2 separate regions of the Triticum aestivum genome follow, and region 1 is linked to region 2. The links are chromatin contacts, called in public Hi-C maps. All regions are on one chromosome and are shown on one strand. The core of a region is the stretch at or near the end of the contact, and the rest is flanking DNA. Distances in the headings are between cores, read along the strand shown.

The links. Hi-C and Micro-C count contacts between places; a contact is called where the count stands out from the background.
Region 1: a Hi-C map of leaf shows a contact between it and region 2, with 4 times the contacts expected there. The contact joins the promoter of LOC123053929 here to the promoter of LOC123053912 in region 2. A contact is called at or near these places in 4 of 5 Hi-C or Micro-C datasets (leaf and an unstated tissue) and 1 of 1 datasets of contacts at active chromatin or transcription factors (leaf).

The regions. Positions count from the first base shown.
Region 1 is chr1A:428,375,678-428,380,640 of IWGSC CS RefSeq v2.1, reverse strand. LOC123053929 (probable ADP-ribosylation factor GTPase-activating protein AGD11) reads right to left here and starts at 1,660. Exons shown (of 9, transcript XM_044477558.1): 1 at 1,335-1,660; 2 at 1,140-1,195; 3 at 687-786; 4 at 376-451; 5 at 1-58. The coding sequence starts at 1,396.
Region 2 is chr1A:428,149,075-428,154,184 of IWGSC CS RefSeq v2.1, reverse strand. It overlaps LOC123053912, which reads right to left and starts at 3,807. Exons shown (of 7, transcript XM_044477534.1): 1 at 3,325-3,807; 2 at 2,297-2,730; 3 at 1,235-1,387; 4 at 364-456. The coding sequence starts at 3,757.

The sequences.
Region 1 (4,963 bases), core at 411-2,910, 230 kb before region 2:
AATTAGCTAAACAATTGACTTCCTCATCTGTCCATTCGTCTAGATTCACTGAAATCACCTGTGCACACTCAACCAAAAATAGTTGATTAGTTCAGTAGAAGATCTGTCAAGAAAATATTCACCATATTAACTCCGTAGGGATTTCAAAACAAATACAGGAGGCCGTTGCGAAAAGTACGGATCAGCTAATTCAAAAAATAAATAATAATAAAGTTATGCTCATGCTTTTTCTAATCAAAATATTGAGCAACTTCAGGGTACAAGTATAAAGTATTGGTCTTATGGATCGCAAAATGTGGAACAAGTCCAGCTAAAGTAAAATTGGAGACGAGAATACGACACAACAACAAGAACTACATAGACCCCATTGCTTACCTTTGATATGTGTACTCCAAGACTTCTGTGAGTTCCAGAGCACTTGATGCAAATGAACGCACCGAAAGGCAAAGCCCTGCAAATGCCCACACCAGTTAACGGTAGTGAGAAAATATTTGCATGGCCTGAATATGATGACGATCGAGCGTTAAGCATTTCGACATAAATTGTAGCAGCCAAAATTGGCATATGTATAGTGTATTTCCACCACGAAACAACACAATCCTAACGAAAACAGCATCAGACGTAGCAGATACAGTAGGAATTAGTAGGTAAGAATGTCGCGCATCTGAAAATTAGCAGACACTTACGCCCATTTTGGATCTGGCGTGCCACAATCTGCACAGAACTTGTTGGCAGGTTGGTTAAGTAGAGTTTCCAATCTGTCCCTTGCATTGGATGGATCTGCGTCTGTTAAGCATTGGAAGTGATCATTGGCAGGCCACATCATAATACAGACAAAGCAAATTTCATCATATATTCGGACGTGTCACTAGCAATACGAGCAAGAAATGAGATCAACGAGGATGGAAATGAAGGAAGGGGGTCAACAAATGTACTGCAGACAGATGAAGGGATAGGAAATTAGTTGTGCAGAGCGCAGACCGCAAAGGCTCAACGAACGTTGAACCAAAGCCTAAAATAAATCATGCATACGCCCCATCTATCCGAACCATCCACGTTGTATTTAAGATAAATCATGGATTCAAATTGAAATTTGCAGGGGCAGAATCACGACGCCAGGGAAAAAGAAAGAAAGAAACCTGATGTATCGGAGTGATCATCGCCGTCGTTTTGGGATGAATATCCACCGCATGTCCTTGGAAGGCAGAAAAGGAGCATCAAATCACAAATTCACATCGAATCCACATGTAGACATGATTTATGGGGGATTGTAAAAAATTGAAAAATAAAATCAGAGGGGGGAATTGCAGGAGATTGTAATGTGTGCTGCTCACCTCCTGTAATGAGAACTGGGTGTATCATCAAGAAAATGCAGGAGACTGTTCTCCTCGTCCATTCCCTCCTCCTATTCAGATCCTCGTGGCGACGCAGACAAGGACGTGGGCGTGGCGGCGGCCCATCACCACATTCCGCCGATGATGAAATTGTGGATTCGGAGCCCGGCGAGGATCAGATCGGTCGGAGGAAGAGACGGGCCATGGCGACGTCGGAGCTCCTGTCGTTTGGTCTTGGCGCCGTTCCTCGATCGTCGTCGTTTCTGTTTCTGTTTCTGTGGGGGGTGGAAGCGCGGTTGACCAAGAATAGAATAGGCGGTGAAGACGATGTGGACGCCCGAATTATATGCTGACGCACGTGCCCAATATATGTCTGAATCCATCCATCTTCGTCTACTAACTCTGGCAGCATGTGAAATCTCTCAAAAAAAAAAAAACTCTGGCAGCATGCATGCACCGCCGGCATGACGATGATCATTCAGTTTGATTTACTCCCTTCGTTTCTAATAGGGTGCTTGCATACGTTTTAATCTCATGACTAAAAGTAGTGGGACTAAAACTTGCTAGCCTCACCCATGCTTGGATCTAAATACTAAAGAGACTAAAATCAAGTTAATGGGTATTTATTATCCTTCAAACCCTCCAATCCACAACTCGCATGTGTTAAAGGAGAGGAGTTAAATGAGGAGAGAGAGGACTAATCCATATTTTAGTAGGGGTACCCCTGACTAAAATATTTTAGTCTCAAGGCTAGTTTTAGCCCCTTTTTAGTCAGGGGTGCTTGGAACTTTAGCTTCTTAAAGAGACTATTTTTAGTCAAACTAAAATAAGTTCCTTGGATCCAAGCACCCTCTAAGTCTTTTTAGAGATTTCATTATGGACTACATACGGAGCAAAATGAGCGAATCTACATTCTAAAATATGTCTATAACATCCGTATATAGTTTGTAGTGAAATCTCTAAAAAAAGCTTACATTTAGGAATGGAGGGAGTACTTTGTTGTGCTCATGCTACGCCAAGACACTTTGAGATTTGGACTGCTCTAAGATGATCATAGCGTGAGGAATCTCGTGCGCCGGGTTCCCGAAAGCAAAAGCAAAGAGTTCATCCCTTCTTTCCAAGCTTGACATTCACAAACATTTCGGTGAAGTGCTTCAAAAAAGGGTTTTCCAAGCAAGTTTAGATCACCGCCCTACTTGGCGCGTACACGTATTGCTCTCACCCCTCCTCTTCATCATTGCAATTGAACCCCTCCGACAACTTCTTGAATTGGTTATAAGAAGGGGCCTTCTCCACAAGATTAGAGGTTGTGCCACCTTAGTGAGAACCTCTCTATACGCAGATGATGTGGCGGTGTTCATGACACCCATCAAGAGAGACATTGATAATCATTCTGTCATCTTGAAATGGTTCAGTAATGTCACAGGCCTTTATACCAACTTCCACAAGAGCTTCGTCGTTTCAATTGGCTGCGGCTACCTCTTGCTGGACACAAGAACTTCCTCCCTAATGAGATACTTGGGTCTTCCTCTATCCGTTTGGCAACTAAAGAAAGTGGATTAAAATTCCTTGAATACAAGGTTGCGACCAAGCTTTACTCCTTCGGAGGGCAAGACATCACCATCATTGGGCGTACCATGCTTGTTAAGTCCGTGCTCTCCTCCCAAGAGATTTACTGTAATACATCATTCCATTGAGCAATCTCCACAACACCAACAAGCTTGAGCATGTCTTTCTTTGGTCCGGTTCAAACAAGACTACCAGAGCAAAGTGCAAAGTCAATTGGGACTTGGTATGTTGGCCATTTGAACGAGGGGGCCTTCGCGTGCTCAACACCGAGAAATTTGTGTGCGCTCTAAGGTTAAGATAGCCATGGTTTGAATGGATGGAACCAACCAAGTTATGGGTTGGAATGAGAAATCCTTGTGACGAAAAGGACCCTGATCTCTTCTATGCCTCCAACATCATCACCGTCGGTATTGGTGCGAAGACTCCATTTTGGGATGCACCTTTGGTGCATGACCGGAAGCCCAAGGAGATCCCACCTCTCATCGATGGGGCACCCACAAGGAAAAGTTGGAAAGTGAGGGAGGCCCTAAATGCAGTTGCTTGGGTCTTCAAAATCAAGATTTATGCGGTCTTCTCCATGGCTCATATTTGCCAATTCATTGCTCTTTGGGCGCTCCCATGCGACTTCCACCTTGATGAGGATGCCGAGGACGACATAGTTTGTAAGCACACGGATAATTACCACTACATGGTGACTTCCACTTATTTCGCATAATTCATAGGAACTTTCTACTCTCCTATGGAGCACACGGTTTGGAAGGCTTGGTCTACGTTCAAGGTCAAGCTCTTCGCTTGGTTGGCCATCCAAGATAGGAATTTGACTACTGATAAATTAGCCAAGTGGGGTGGTCAAATTGTGCTCCTTATTCCCTATGCAAGAGGGAGCAAGAATCTAGGATGCACCTCTTCTTCAAGTGTCGCTTCACCCTTCCCTTATGAAACTTGGCAAATGAGTGGCTCCACCTTGGGAGCACTGACACGCCCTCAACACTTAGAGCGCTACATCAAGGAGTGGTGGATCAATTTATCCGGCAAAAACATCCGCAATAGAAAAGTTATAACTTCTCTCACAATGCTCATTATGGCCCTGTTTTGTTTGGGCTTATACTTCAGCTTTCGTAGATTTTTCACTTTGGCCTAAAATCCAAAAAAAAACTCCTAAATAGGGGCTTTTGGCTTTGGCTTTTGGATTCATAGTGGAAAAGCTGCAAAAGCCAAAACAAACAGGCCCTAGTTGTACTATTTCGAGTGAAAGGAGCATGCAAGTCTTCCAGCACAACAGCACTCCAGTGCCAATCTTGCTCAATAACATCAAATGCAAGGCTAATCTTTGGGTTAGGCACAAGAGCACTCCATTGCCAATCCTGCACAATAACATCAAATGTGAAGCTAAGCTTTGGGTTACCACATGAGCCAAAATTTGGGAAAAATAATACCCGAAGAGTAACAACTTTTGTGTAATCTGGTCACTTCTAAAATAAACTCTATTCTCTTCTTAATTAATGGACGACTCCGTTTGCAGTCTTTTTACCATGTATTGTTTTTTTTTAAAGATCCAGCAAATTGCTGGCTTCAATTAGATTTAGCAGAAAGCAGCGGAAGAAACAACATGAGGAGGATCCGAAGATCAAAGGAAAAAGGAAAAGGCAGCCCTATTAGCTGCAGAACAACACTACACTTACAAGACGGAACGCCATCCGTCCACCGCAAGACAACGCAGCTCCGACTCCGGCGGAGAAACTACGGAGAACAAAACAAGGTTGGCGTCACAGGAGATCGCCGAACGGACCACATGTCGCTCGTCATCGTACGCTACCGGAGCCCCGCACCACAGCTTCGACTTCACAGCAACAAGCAGCCGAGGTAATCTCACGGACAGTCGGAGAAGAGCCGACTACCATGACCAAAGCCATGCCTACGACAACGCTCACCACCGTCATCGTTGCCACAGAAGTCAAAACCTCCCTCATCGCCGGACACGACCAAGCAGCACGAACAACATCCTCCATCTATCACTGGTCCCCCTGGCCGGTAAGGAGCTCCTGAAACGATGCCCCAAG
Region 2 (5,110 bases), core at 2,558-5,057:
ATATATGTACTCCCTCTGTAAAGAAATATAAGAGCGTGGATCTGCGTAGATGTAAATTAAATTGGAGATAGACCCAGCGCACAGATAGAAGTCGGATGGATCTGCCTAGCATGAAGGGGCAATTTGCTGTAGAGGACAGGACTTTCTGCAAGTTGTCCATGCTAGGTGCAGCAAGCTTTGTCACAAGGGTGCAATTTTATTGTCTAACGTACTCGAGCATAAAATGGAAGGGCTATGATGTGCTATTACTGTGATTCGGAACTAAAACAGCAACAATATTGGCTTTCTCACAATTAAAAAGAGTGCAGAAGAGAGGTCCACTTAATTACCACAAGCCAACATTTATTTAATGATAACATTTACCTTAAAGTCCGCAGCCTGCATCACTTTTTCATAATAAGGCAAAGCTTGTTTCAGCCTTCCAGCATTCATAAGTTCGTCACCTTCCTTCAATGCCTTAAACATGCAAAATATAAAAATCATTATCGTAAACCAAAGTATGAAAACATCAAAAGCCCATGACATTAAAGAAGTAGTAATAGGTATATCCATATGGATTAACACGGGGTTCAAAAGGAGAATGTGGCAATTGACTTCAAAACCTGGATATGATCTTAGAAAAGCAAAACATATTCATTAACAAACAATATCCATATGGTTTATCTCAGAGCAGAAGAAAATTAACTAATGCATATACTACACTGATTAGCTTGCCAAATCATCAACAATTTTCCAATGAGAAACTAGCAGTTATCCATGCTCTACAAAAAATTATTTTGCACCGATTATTTAATAACCTCCACCTGAACTTCCTTATTACCTATTATTCTGATTTATCACTAGACGGATTCTAATATTACCAAACAACATCTAATATTTTTCCTACTATACATCGCTGCCACCACGTTCGCTATCCAAAAAATGGTTGTGTGAATTTTATTGGTGCAGAGCCCGGAGTAAGAAGCTTCTATTATCTACAAAAAGGTTGCTAGCAAGAAAATACTTGGTTTGTTGATCAGAAGTTAATTCATGAAAAAATAAATATGTATAGGTTCTCTATTCAACCACAAATAGATACAGGATATCCTGCAAGTATACAGATACAAAGTGCCGATCAAAAAATTTAAAGGCTCCTCGATTGACACAGGAAAACCCACACATATAGTGTTCACGGGTACTTAATAAACAAACCACTGCCGGTTAATTTACATGGAATGATGTTTCAGTCATGTACCTTGGTGCACTCTGCCATTGTTTTTGCATCGAGTGTCTTGTTTTTTCCACCAATATATGCAGCTAGTAGTTCTCTGGTACGTTTATCTTTAGCTGCTTTCTCTTCAGCACTTAGGGTCTCTCCACCAAGGCTTATATTTCTTCCACCACCATACTAATGAGGAAGTAAGGAAATATCAAAACTGGGAAAAGGTAGCACTACTACGAGCCTATATTCCTAATTGAATTATATCAAATAAATTGCTAATGGTTTTACAAAGGAAACTATTTTGAAACATGTATAGAACAAGCCAAGGAAATGTGCAAAAGAGCACAATCACTACAGAATAAGTTTCAACTGTATTTCAGATGTTTTTCCTAGTATATCAATCAAACAAGAAGGAAGCAGTGTAGATAGCAAGAAAATTTTAGAAGTGTTTTTATCTTGTATTTCAGACATGGAAATACCTAAAAAATTGTTAAAAGTCTAAACCAGCCCAAATATATGTGATGTGCATTGCATAATTCCTACTCCTTATATGTGGTTCTTGGACAGTGGCCTAGAGCCATAGTGGATGATGTCATGTTGTCCTTAACAAGGCATATGAAATGTCCAGAACTAGAATCAAACATTGTGCACCAATATGACTGTTCAAATTATATTTTGTGATGAATGGTTATCCTGTAAAAACAATATTACACTGAATAATTTCCCATTTCGTCATAGTGAATACTTCCAATGGATTAACACTAAATATGCTGACCAGAAATTGTTTACAGTAACATTACCAATTTACCATGACTTCAACAAGTTTTTGTTCAAAGAGATAGATGTGCCTCCAGAAAATCCTTAGGTTCAGACACCGAAGTCAAGTCATAACAAATGGTTCTCACTTTCTCCGAGCAAAGTTACAAGAATATTCAGAGTAATTGGCACATAGATATTATGCATTTCATCGTATTCTATCATTCCACTCTAATCACTGCTCAGTGTAACAGCTGAAAGGGGGATAACCCGGTTCAAAGATAATAATAATTGCAGCATCCTTTAAAACTAGTGGGATAGGAAATTGTTTGATCTTACCGCCTTTGAAATATTTTGTGGCCGTGGAAACATTCCCCACGTTGTAACCCTGGGTTTGTAGGACTCTGAGTTTTCATCATCTTCAGGTTCAGTAACAGTTGAAAGCGGTGTTTCCTCAAGCTTGCTATCTTCATTTTGTTTGCCGTCTTTTGAACGCGAAGTTTCCTCAGACTCGCTAGCATCTACAGGTTGATTTTCAGTTGAACGACGAGACTTCCCAAATTTACTAGGGTCGCCAACTACTATCTCCACCTCAGGAAAATCTTCATTTGAAAAAGGATCAATTCCTTGAGACAGCCCTGGTGGTGGACCTTGATAACGTTTTTTCTCAAAGAAACCGAGGCCCAAAAAGTCGGTCTCATCGTACGCATACCCTCCCTTTTTCTTTGCCACTTTGCCAAATGCACCCTCTTTACTAGTAAACGTGCTTTGGCCTGCAAATAGAACAAACCATGGTAGCTATTGAAATAGGAAAAATAAAATAAAAGAATCAATTATTTGTGCGAATTTAAAGAGCAGTTAACTGTTAATGTGGGGGATCTGATATTGAAGCGATCAGTACTGGATTTTTCTTTTCTTTTTTGGCCAGTACCGAAACAAATTAAACGGCATCGTGGTTTGCTGTTCCAGAATTCAGATGATATGCCAATATACTTTTAACTCTCTGGCACAAACAGAACTGGAATCATTACAGAAAGATAGAGAAACTTTGCAAGTACCTCACCACAATGGCAAAGGCCTCCACTCCAACCAACATTTTAATAATCATGCTTTAAAACACCCTTAATCCTCAGCTCCGACCACATTTTCATAAGCAACACATAACGAGCGATCATAAGAACAGAATGAGGCTTTGACACCTCGATTTAGCGGCTAACACGCTTCTATTCAAAACACGCACCCATTTCCTTTTGATTTCAACAGTTTCTACTATGTCCTGATTGCAAACGACTTCTGCACCCTGCAGAGCGCGTCCTGAGACGACGCGAACCAACCAAGTTAGCGAGAGCCTTGGCGGCTCTACTCACCGAAAGTCGGCGACGGATTGAGAAGCGAGGAGCCGCCGTCCAGTCCTCCCCCGTTGCCGTTCCTGTACTCCAGCGCCCGCTCGAAGGCCTCCTTGCTGCCGCTGGACTCCTTCGCGGAAGGCTGCGGCGGAGGGGGAGGCGACGGTGGCGGTGGCGGTGGCTTGGGATCAGCCCTCTCCTTCTTGTAGGCGGCGGCGCGGGCGAAGGCGAGCTTGACGGGGTCGGTTGGCTCAGCATCCTCAGGCGGAGGCGGAGAGGAGGGGGACGCGGCGAGGGGGTGCAGGAGGCGGGGTGGCTTCGGGGAGAGCGTCAGGGTCTTGTTGGCGGCTAGGAGGGGTTGGCGGGTCGGGGTGGGACGGAAGGGGAGGCGGCGCTGGGAAGTGGAGGGGACAAGGGAGGATGCCGCGCCTGCTGCTGCCGCTGCGGCGGCCATTGCTTTGCGGCCCCGGCGGATCAGAGGTGCTTGGTGCCGGAAGCCGACAAGCCAAGCAAGCGTCTGTTACTTATCCGTTGTCCTGCGTGGCGCGGCAGAATTGACAAATTTAACCTCAAAGCAAAAATATTTACAAACTAAACTGTTTTTGAAAATATTTTACACTGCTGACTCTTTTATGCAGCTCCCAACAGTAAGGCGCTGCACTTTACTGTGCAACTCCTTACAGTTAGGCGCTACACAGTGTAGTGCAACTCCTTACAGCACAGTGTGGCGCCTGTGTGTTAGGCGCTGCATAGTAAGAGTGTAGCGCCTTGCTGTTGGGCGCTGCACATTAGAGGTCAGCTGGGTAAAATACTTTCAAACATAGTTTAGTTTGTGAAATAGTTTCGTCCTGAGGTCAAATTTATGTTTTTTGCCGCGTGGCGCGGCGAGTGAGCCGACGGCGCGGTGGAGTCTGCAGTTGATTTGCAGAATTTGTCTCTGAAAAAGGTTAAACACTTTAAGAAAAACATCCTCCAATGTATTGATAATAATAACCATCTGCACGACTACAAACCCTTGAAAGAATGTATTGATAATATCATAATAATAACCATCTTCACAACTACAAACACTTGAAAGAGTCACGCAGCTGCGTGGTGAGCACAAAGCGAACTATTCTTTCGCCTTTTACTAAAAAAAACACTTGAAAGAGTCGAAGGCGCGTTGCCCGCATCGAAAAAAACAAACCATATTATAATTAACAGTCGAGAGATTGTCATGCAAAAACCACAAAGCCCAACATATCGGAACAACGGTTTGTCACCGATGAAGAAGAATCTAAATCAAAAAGACTATACACGCAAACACACCAACGACTAAGATGATCGACTAAGCCTAGATGATTCCGTTGGAGACCAAGGCCGACCAGATCGAAACAGATCCGTTGGAAACACAACTCCACGCGACCTTTGTCGACACTCGGTGCATCATCAGAGCGGGGATAGGGTGGGGAGGACATTATTAACTTTATGACGTCGTCGCCTCACTATCCCGATCATGACACTAAAAGACCATCCACATGTCATATCATGTTTGATAATTCTCATTCTGTCATATGTTATGGACGAGATTTTGAAATATTTTCATAATGGTTATGTCATCTCTATTAAATTCAACTTGATTTGTGAATATTTTCTATAATAATGATTTCTGTAAATAGACATGCCAATGTCAGCATGGAGCCCAAGTCCACGCTGTAGGCCAACTGGCCAAGGCATTAAAACTTAGTTTGGTCGTGTCCCGAGCTAGGTGCACTTGACATACTGTTAAAGTTCGAGACCAAGGATGCATTTGGTTACCTGCATCGTT